2 separate regions of the Mus musculus genome follow, and region 1 is linked to region 2. A link is a contact called in public HiChIP or PLAC-seq data. All regions are on one chromosome and are shown on one strand. The core of a region is the stretch at or near the end of the contact, and the rest is flanking DNA. Distances in the headings are between cores, read along the strand shown. Region 1 overlaps Myo5c (myosin VC). Region 2 holds the start of Arpp19 (cAMP-regulated phosphoprotein 19).

Evidence for each region. HiChIP or PLAC-seq counts read pairs in DNA pulled down with a chosen protein or histone mark.
Region 1: a contact with region 2 is called in an H3K4me3 HiChIP or PLAC-seq map of bone marrow-derived macrophages, with 9 times the contacts expected there. The contact joins the enhancer-like site here to the promoter of Arpp19 in region 2. A contact is called at or near these places in 12 of 39 promoter capture datasets (the C10 cell line, the HPC-7 cell line, HPC-7-derived erythroid cells and 7 more), 3 of 15 datasets of contacts at CTCF or cohesin (the NIH/3T3 cell line, hippocampal excitatory neurons and pro-B cells), 69 of 484 Hi-C or Micro-C datasets (the 63-12 cell line, B cells, the BV-2 cell line and 46 more), 17 of 115 datasets of contacts at active chromatin or transcription factors (the 230-238 cell line, the HPC-7 cell line, the SCID.adh cell line and 10 more) and 5 of 9 other capture datasets (adipose tissue, embryonic stem cells, liver and 2 more).

The regions. Positions count from the first base shown.
Region 1 is chr9:75,259,502-75,262,919 of GRCm38.p6, forward strand. Myo5c (myosin VC) reads left to right here. Exons shown (of 41, transcript NM_001081322.1): 11 at 2,707-2,788. Among named protein-coding and RNA genes, the nearest start is that of Gm33750, 24 kb to the left of the region's middle. Within about 2 kb of position 2,105, at least 108 of the 459 cell types and tissues checked have an H3K27ac peak or open chromatin away from gene starts, as enhancers often do. A contact at or near this core is called in the Ba/F3 cell line, CD8 T cells, the G1E-ER4 cell line and 19 more, where this site is marked.
Region 2 is chr9:75,036,396-75,040,341 of GRCm38.p6, forward strand. Arpp19 (cAMP-regulated phosphoprotein 19) reads left to right here and starts at 1,337. Exons shown (of 3, transcript NM_021548.4): 1 at 1,337-1,566. The coding sequence starts at 1,522. Gm51714 (a long non-coding RNA gene) reads right to left here. Exons shown (of 2, transcript XR_003948357.1): 1 at 2,172-3,946; 2 at 849-2,072.

The DNA.
Region 1 (3,418 bases), core at 855-3,354, 220 kb after region 2:
TGGCTCGCAAGAAAACCTAGCAACAGTTTGAAAATACTAATACAGGACTGGATTAGGCTAGTAAATTATTTACCTTATCTTATCCCAAGAAATAATTTGAGTAACCAGTAAAAAATTGAATAAAATTGGAAAATAATAGAATAGCCTGGCTTAAAAATCTTACATTGAGGTGGGGAGTGTTTGCTGTATCTTCCAGAACTTGCCTTTAAAAACGGTGGACTTCTTAGCTTAGGAATATATTTCTTCATTTTTTTTTAATGATTTATTTTTATAGATATGTGTATGTATGTGTGTACACGTCCATTTGTGCCTATGTGGGTGTAGTACCCATAGAGTCCAGCAGAGGGTATCCTATTCCTGGCACTGGAGTTACAGGCAACTGTGAGCCACTCAACATGGGTACTGGGAACTGAACTCTGTCCCTCTGCATGAACAGTACGCCCTGTTAACTACAGAGCCACTTGTTTATACTTTTACCTAACAAATAATTACTTGCCAGGCACTGTGTGATGGAAGGCCTTCTGGGACGTCATTTTACTAGTGAAGGAGGCAAAGAAGTCAGGGTGATTACTGTGAGAGAAATAATGTGTGCACTTGTGTGCACGCATGTGTACATGAGTGTACGTGTGTTCGTGTGTGTGTGTGTGTGTGTGTGTGTGTGTGTGTGTGAGCGCGCGCTCGTGTGAGTGTGTGCGTGAGTATTAGGATGGGAAAGGGAATTCAGATCCACAGAGTTTGAGACCACTGTAATGAAGAACTTGGGTCTTGCAGCTAAGCAGCCTATTATATGATAAAAGTGTTTACACCTTTAAAAACTTCTCAGAGTCCATTAAATTTTCTAGTTGGAAAATGATACTCTTGCGTAGCGGTTATTAAAATGGTGCATGAATTCATAGCTCCCCTCTAAGTGGCAGATCTTTGTGGCCCAGGGTGAATCACTTCCTAGCACTCTGGCCTCTGTGTTAATCTGGGTCCTAACATGTATTGTACCTTCTGAGGGAACTGAGCTCAGCTTAACCTGGACATGACAATGGCTGCTATGAAAAGTTAGCATCCTTTAACACAGATAAAACTGCAGCTGGGAGCTTTGAGGTCCAAAGTACAAAGTGAAGGAAAATTTTTATTTTTGATGTCCCAGACTATCCTGTGTTTATGTTCTCTGGACCAGGGTTGAAAATGTCTGGACCTGAGGTTAGACCTCTGGGCTAGCCTCTCCAGCACTCTAATGGCACGTTTTCAGCCACTGAGGACCTCTCCCGCAGGGCTCTCAGGACAGTTAGATGGAAAAAGTCACCAAGCCATCTTGAGCCTTAAGCCCTGGTCTTGGTGCAAACCACAGTCACAGACAGCAGCGCCTCTAGCATCTTAAGCCATAGGTCCCTGGGTTTTAAACTTCAGCTCACAGTACCTACAAAGGATCATTGTTTGACAGTGTGCCCTACTGTGGGAAACCCTGCTCCTTTTGGCCCTGACCTGGTCCCTCCCAGGTCCAAACCGGCTTCCATTTCTGGTGCGTGAATGATACAAAGAATGGTGAACAGTCACCCTGGAGCTGGAGCTGTCCGGGAACCTATGGCAGGGCAGTGACCCCATAGGACCAGAGCCACAAGGGACAAAGCCTTGGGCATGAAGAGGAGGGTGGAAGATGGGGATACAAGCTGCCTTTTGGGTACCATTGACTGTCCCCTGGGTCTCACCATGGCCTCTTGGACTCTGACCCTTCCTGAAACGATGACCTTATATTAACCCTCCACCTGAGGCAGAGTTAGAGCAAAGAGAAGTGAGGCACACAAAGGCTGGCATTTCTAAAGGCTTCCTCCTCCGGACAGGATGCTCGTCCCCACTCCCCCTCCCCCATCCACCGCCAGAGGAGTCAGTGTACACTGTAGTAAAATGTACACTGCAGCCTCCTCGTGAGAATCAGCTAATGTGAAATCCTGGACTAGGCCCACGTATAGCCACAGCTGGCAAGAGCTAAGCGAGGCTGATCCTTAAGACAATCCTGTTTGTCACAGGCCCCAAGGGGCTCACTGCTGTGCAGTAACCAGCCAGTCCCCCATCTTTGTATTGTGTCTGACTGCTCCAGGCTCTTGAGTTTACAAGTCAGTCGCCTGGGTAACCCTAGAGACAGCTATTAAAGCCTAAAGGACAGACAGGGATGTGTGTGGCTTCCTGCTGGGCTGAAGAACTCTGAAAGCCAGCCTGGGGAAAGGCAGAGTCGTCAGAGAGAGAGGAGAGTGTTCTCCTATTGAAAGCTCAAGCGCTACTGCCAATCAGGCTCAGTGCTATGCCCTGAGAAATGGAGCCAACCCCTCAGCCATTTTCTGTCCTGTAGAGGGAGGACAGTAATGCTGACACCAGTGTTACATGGATTAATCATTGTGCCGCTTGCTTGCGACAGGTCTACTGTAATGCCTGGTTTGGGGAGGGAATCATGTACAGTCAGATTCGATGCAGGAGACAACCAGTGGGGAAAAGGGTAGTCTGTCAACTGACTGCCAGCTTAGAAGGAACCAGCAAGCAGCTTTGAAGTAGTTTAAACTTGCCGAAAACATAGCAAACCTCTTAAGCTATGGAATCGTTAAACACACACACACACACACACACACACACACACACACACACACACACACACGTATGCATTAGTTACAATGAGCATTAGGTCCTGGGCTTGCTTTCATTTTAATTTGTTCAACTGTGTTTCAGTTTTGAGACCTTTGATGTAAACAGCTTTGAACAGTTCTGCATCAATTACGCTAATGAAAAACTACAGCAGCAGTTTAACCTGGTAGGTGACTTTTTGTCTTCCTGGGGCCGATGCTCAGCCCTCTGCGTGCACGACTTGGGCATGAGCCTTTTCTGGTTCCTCATTCAGGAATCCAAGCATGCCTGGGTTAATAGATAAAAAAAATGTTCCTGATAGCTAGAGCTATACATTGAGTTGCTATGCCGCTCTGTGGCTATATCTTGAAACTGCACCGCCATCTTTGACTTCCGTTTTGGAACAACTTGTGACACTTTCCTCCCCATCTATCACCTGTTTCCTTCATCCTCCAGGAGGAGCCTCCTTGAAGCCCTGAATTCTAGTATAGGTTTTGCACACTGCCTACATAGCCAACAACCTCTGTGACTGCCCTGCCCTGGTTGGGCTGATCCAGGCTGTGGAGGCTGCTTTTGTCCCCAGAGAGAGAGCAGCAGTGGCCCACAGCCACTGGGACTCAGGCAGCTGTGTTGGTGGTGACACTTTTTTGGTCCAGGCCTGACCTAGTGGAAATGGAGAATCCACTCAGGATGGTGTCGGGGTGACAGCCAGACCCACTGGAGACCTCTTAGTGGCTTTGACCTGGGGAGGGGGATGGGCAGTGTTCCAGGGTCTTCCTGATCACAGAGCGGACCTTCATCTGCACCTTCCAGGCTT
Region 2 (3,946 bases), core at 87-2,586:
ACATGCTGGGGTTTTGGGTTTGCTTGGCCTTTGTAATTGTTATTGTTGTTGTCTTGTTTTAGTTTACTTTTGACACGGGGCCTCACATAGCCCAGGCTAGCCTCAAACTCAAGCTGAGGATAACTTTGAACTTCTTGATCCTTCTGCCTCTACCTCCCCAGTCCTAGGACTTCAAGCATTGCACCACTATACTTGTTTAATCTGCTGCTTGGAGTCAAACGCAGGGACAGTCATTCCAGGCAACCCATCCATCTGCTACTGAGCCAACTTCCAAGCTCTCTCTCTCTCTCTCTCTCTCTCTCTCTGTGTGTGTGTGTGTGAGAGAGAGAGAGAGAGAGAGAGAGAGAGAGAGAGAGAGAGAGAGAGAGAGAGATTGAATGCAGGGACTTGCCCGTGCTAAGCAAACTCTCTACCACTGTGCCAGGGCCTCACTAAATCCCCCAGGGTGGCCTTTGATTTACTCTATAACCTAAGCATACATAAACTTGCCACACTTCCGCTTCAGCCTCCCAGACAGCTGGGATTACAGTCCTATGCCAGAGGGCTCAGCTTTGATTTTGATGTCTTCCACATTCCATATCCAATGACTCTGAGGTTTTGATTGTTCTCCTGTCTTCCAGAACTGCTTGCATTGCCTTCTGATTCTTACTAGTTAACTATATAAGTCTGCCTTAGCCCCAGATTTCTAAGGGACATTTCCTTGGAACCAAATGTGCCAGCAGCTATAAGATGCTTAGTAGAATGACGAATAAATATGAAGCTACGGACTTGACAGTTAAGAAAATCATTGCTTTGAAAATCAATGTTTTGAGCTGACTGCCGTGGGAGAGCAAGGAATGGAAGCTGAATTGATTTATCAGTGATTTATTGCATGGGAAATATCAAGGTCTGGGAGTAAAATATTGACTTCTTCCCTGCTGTGGCTAACATGAAGAGGAATGGTGACATTACTAAAGTAATCACAATTCCTGTGTAATGGTGCTGTGCTTGTTGTAGAACTCTCCGGAGCAGTGGTAGCTTGAAGAGGTTGATCTAAGAAGAAAAGGTGGCGCTGAGGCAAGGTTAGAGAACAGAGGAAGTAAAGATGGATGGGGTTAAACTGAAGCAGAGGTACTGCCAAGCAAGCAGAGGACTAAATAGGAGGTCAGGGTTGTCTGGAAAGGCGGGGGAAGTGGAGGGGAGGGGGAACACAGCGCCACAGACCAACTACAATTCCCAGGAAGCACTGTGCGCCCATGGACGGAAGTGAGGTGAGGCGCGAGCCGCAACCTTTGAGGGAAAGAGGAAGTGCTCGGGCGTCGCAGGGCCGGAGGCGCGGGGATAGGTAGGTAAGGGCGCGGCGCGGGAGCCTGGCGGGCCTGGGCTGCGGGAGCTACGGCGGGCGGGAGCCCGGGGCCCGTGTCGTCACAAGGCGGCGGTAGCCGCCGGCCCGGCGGGCAGCGGGGCAGGCAGAAGGTGGCGGGCGGTCTTGCCTCCCGGTAATCTGTCTTCTCCCGGCGTCTCTTCTGCAGAAGGAGCACCATGTCCGCGGAAGTCCCCGAGGCAGCGTCTGCGGAGGAGCAAAAGGTGAGTGTGCCGGAGGACCCGGGGAACCCTCGAGACCCGCGGGATCCGCGGGACCTGGTGTGGCGGGAACCTTGGCTGGCGGGCCCGCGGGAGCGAGGGCGGCCTGGAGCCCTCCGCCGACGGCTCCTCCCGCAACCGGGGAGGGCCCTGGCGAGTGGAAAGGAACCGATCCGCTCCCGAGCCTCGGTGTAGCACCCAAGTGTACCAGGCAGCTAGGACTCCGGCCCATGTTAGGGACCCAGGTTCTGTAGTGGGCTTTGATTTGCTCAGGACGTTGTCCCTCCGGAAGCGCTCGGGCCACTTGTGAGCTTGCAGGGAACTCTTTAAGGTGGTGTCTCCATTCAGGCAGCGATGCAGGGCTCGGTTATTAGGGTTGTGAGTTGTGTGGCCTCGTGATCTCTTTCCTGAACCCTTTGGGCTTCAGTCTTCTTATCGGTAAAGTCCCGGTAATAGTACCTACGTCCCGCGACGGCTGTGAGGCCCAAACGAAAAACCCAGCACAACTTCTGCTCAAAAAAAAAAAAAAAAAAAAAAGCTAGCTGATGGGCTTTGCATGTGGCACTTGACTAAAAATCGAGAATTGGAGCTTTAGGAAATTTCACTACCTTAGATATTTCTCGAATCATGGGGATATATTTGTCAGCTCATTTGTATGTCTCTGTTGAAGGGAAATGTGCTAGCAGCACACCTACGAGTTTGAGGCCTGTATGCTTATGTAGTGCCTGCCCATTCCGTCGTAATTATTATGATGCTTTGACTTCCAGGGTACATGGAGTCAGTTAGCTAACAAAGGAGAAAAGTCATGAGTTCCCAACAATTTTTCTTTAAAAACAAACAAAAAATCCCAAATTGGGCCTTTAATCCCAGTACTCAGGCAGAAGCTAGAGGAATTTTGTGAGTCCCAGGCCAGCTGGAAGTACATAATGAAATCCTGTCTCAAAATTTATTAATTGATTGATAATTAATACCAAACTGCTTTACTGTATATGGAATTTGGTCTAATGTTTAAACGTAATCCTTATACTAATGTTGCACTGTAGATTAGTGGGTTTTGCTCATTCCATATATTCTAATCATGTCAACTTACCCTTTATTATTTCTTCCATTGTCATAGTTCTCTTCTGATAGTAATTGTAAGTTAACTGGCGAAAAGAAGGAAAACAAGGATAATAAAAACAGTAGGCAGTTATAATGTTGTGTCATATTATACTTTGCAAAACGAAGGATTTATCCTTTCTTCCCTCCCTTCCTCTCTCCCTCCTTCCTCCCTTCCTTCCTTCCTTCCTTCCTTCCTTTCCTTCCTTCCTTCCTTCTGTAGTAGGACCTCTGGGACACTGAGCTCTATTCCTGGGGTTCCCGCTCCCCCCATTTTTGTGAAACAGCATGAGAGGGAGAATTATGTGTGTGCAAGCAAACACTTTCTGACTGACTATGCCCAGCCCCTCTTTTGTCTTTTTGAGACTGGGGCTGGTGTAGCTCGGTTACCTAGAGAGGATAGCCCTGAAACTATTGATCTATAACCATGCTGGCCCTCACCTTCCTGATTTCAGCTTTGAAATGATTTCACTAAGTTGCCCAGGCAACTTGAACTCACTTTGTAGTCCAGCCAGGCTTTGAATTTGGGATCCTCTAGGCGCAGACACCAGGTGACTCAGGTTACAAGCCTGTGCCTGTGCCACGAGGCCCAGCTGAGCAATAGATTTTTTTGAAGCCCCCCCCCCCCCAGCCCAATGCATATAGTTTAAAGGTTACAGGTTTTTTTAGCAATAATCTTAAATATTACCTGTTCATATTGCAAAGTTTTTGGTATGTTTATAACTGCTTTGGATTTAGGAACTCAAAGGCCATGTCTGTCTGTCTTTTCCTAAGTACGCTGAAATGAAGCTCAGTTTGAATTTGCTACCTAGTAGTGTGGTGGATAATTTTCTTTCTAAAAAATTTGTTGTGTGTTGGGGGTATCTGTATAGAGATCAGAAAACAGCCTGTGGGGGGTCTGTTTTCTCCTTCCACCATGAGAGTTCCGGATTGAACTTGGATTGTAAGAATTGGTGGCTAGAGTCTGTACCCACTGAGTCATCTTGCTGGCCCCTGTTTAATTATTTTTTTAGGAAGAGGCTCACTCTGTAGTCCTGGCTGGCCTTTAACTTGAAGTGCTCTGGCTTTAAGCCCCCAAGTTCAAGGATTACAGTGGCGCTGCCACTACACCCAACTAAAATAATTTTGGGTAATGCTTGTTAATATGTTGCTAAGGTTTGAAATACTGATTTCTAGAGTATAAGTACTTTTGATTAAAATAGCCTAATATAGGGCTATAGAGATGGTCCAGTGGTTAAAAGTACTGCCTGCTCTTCAGAGGACCCAGGTTCAGTACCCAGCACCC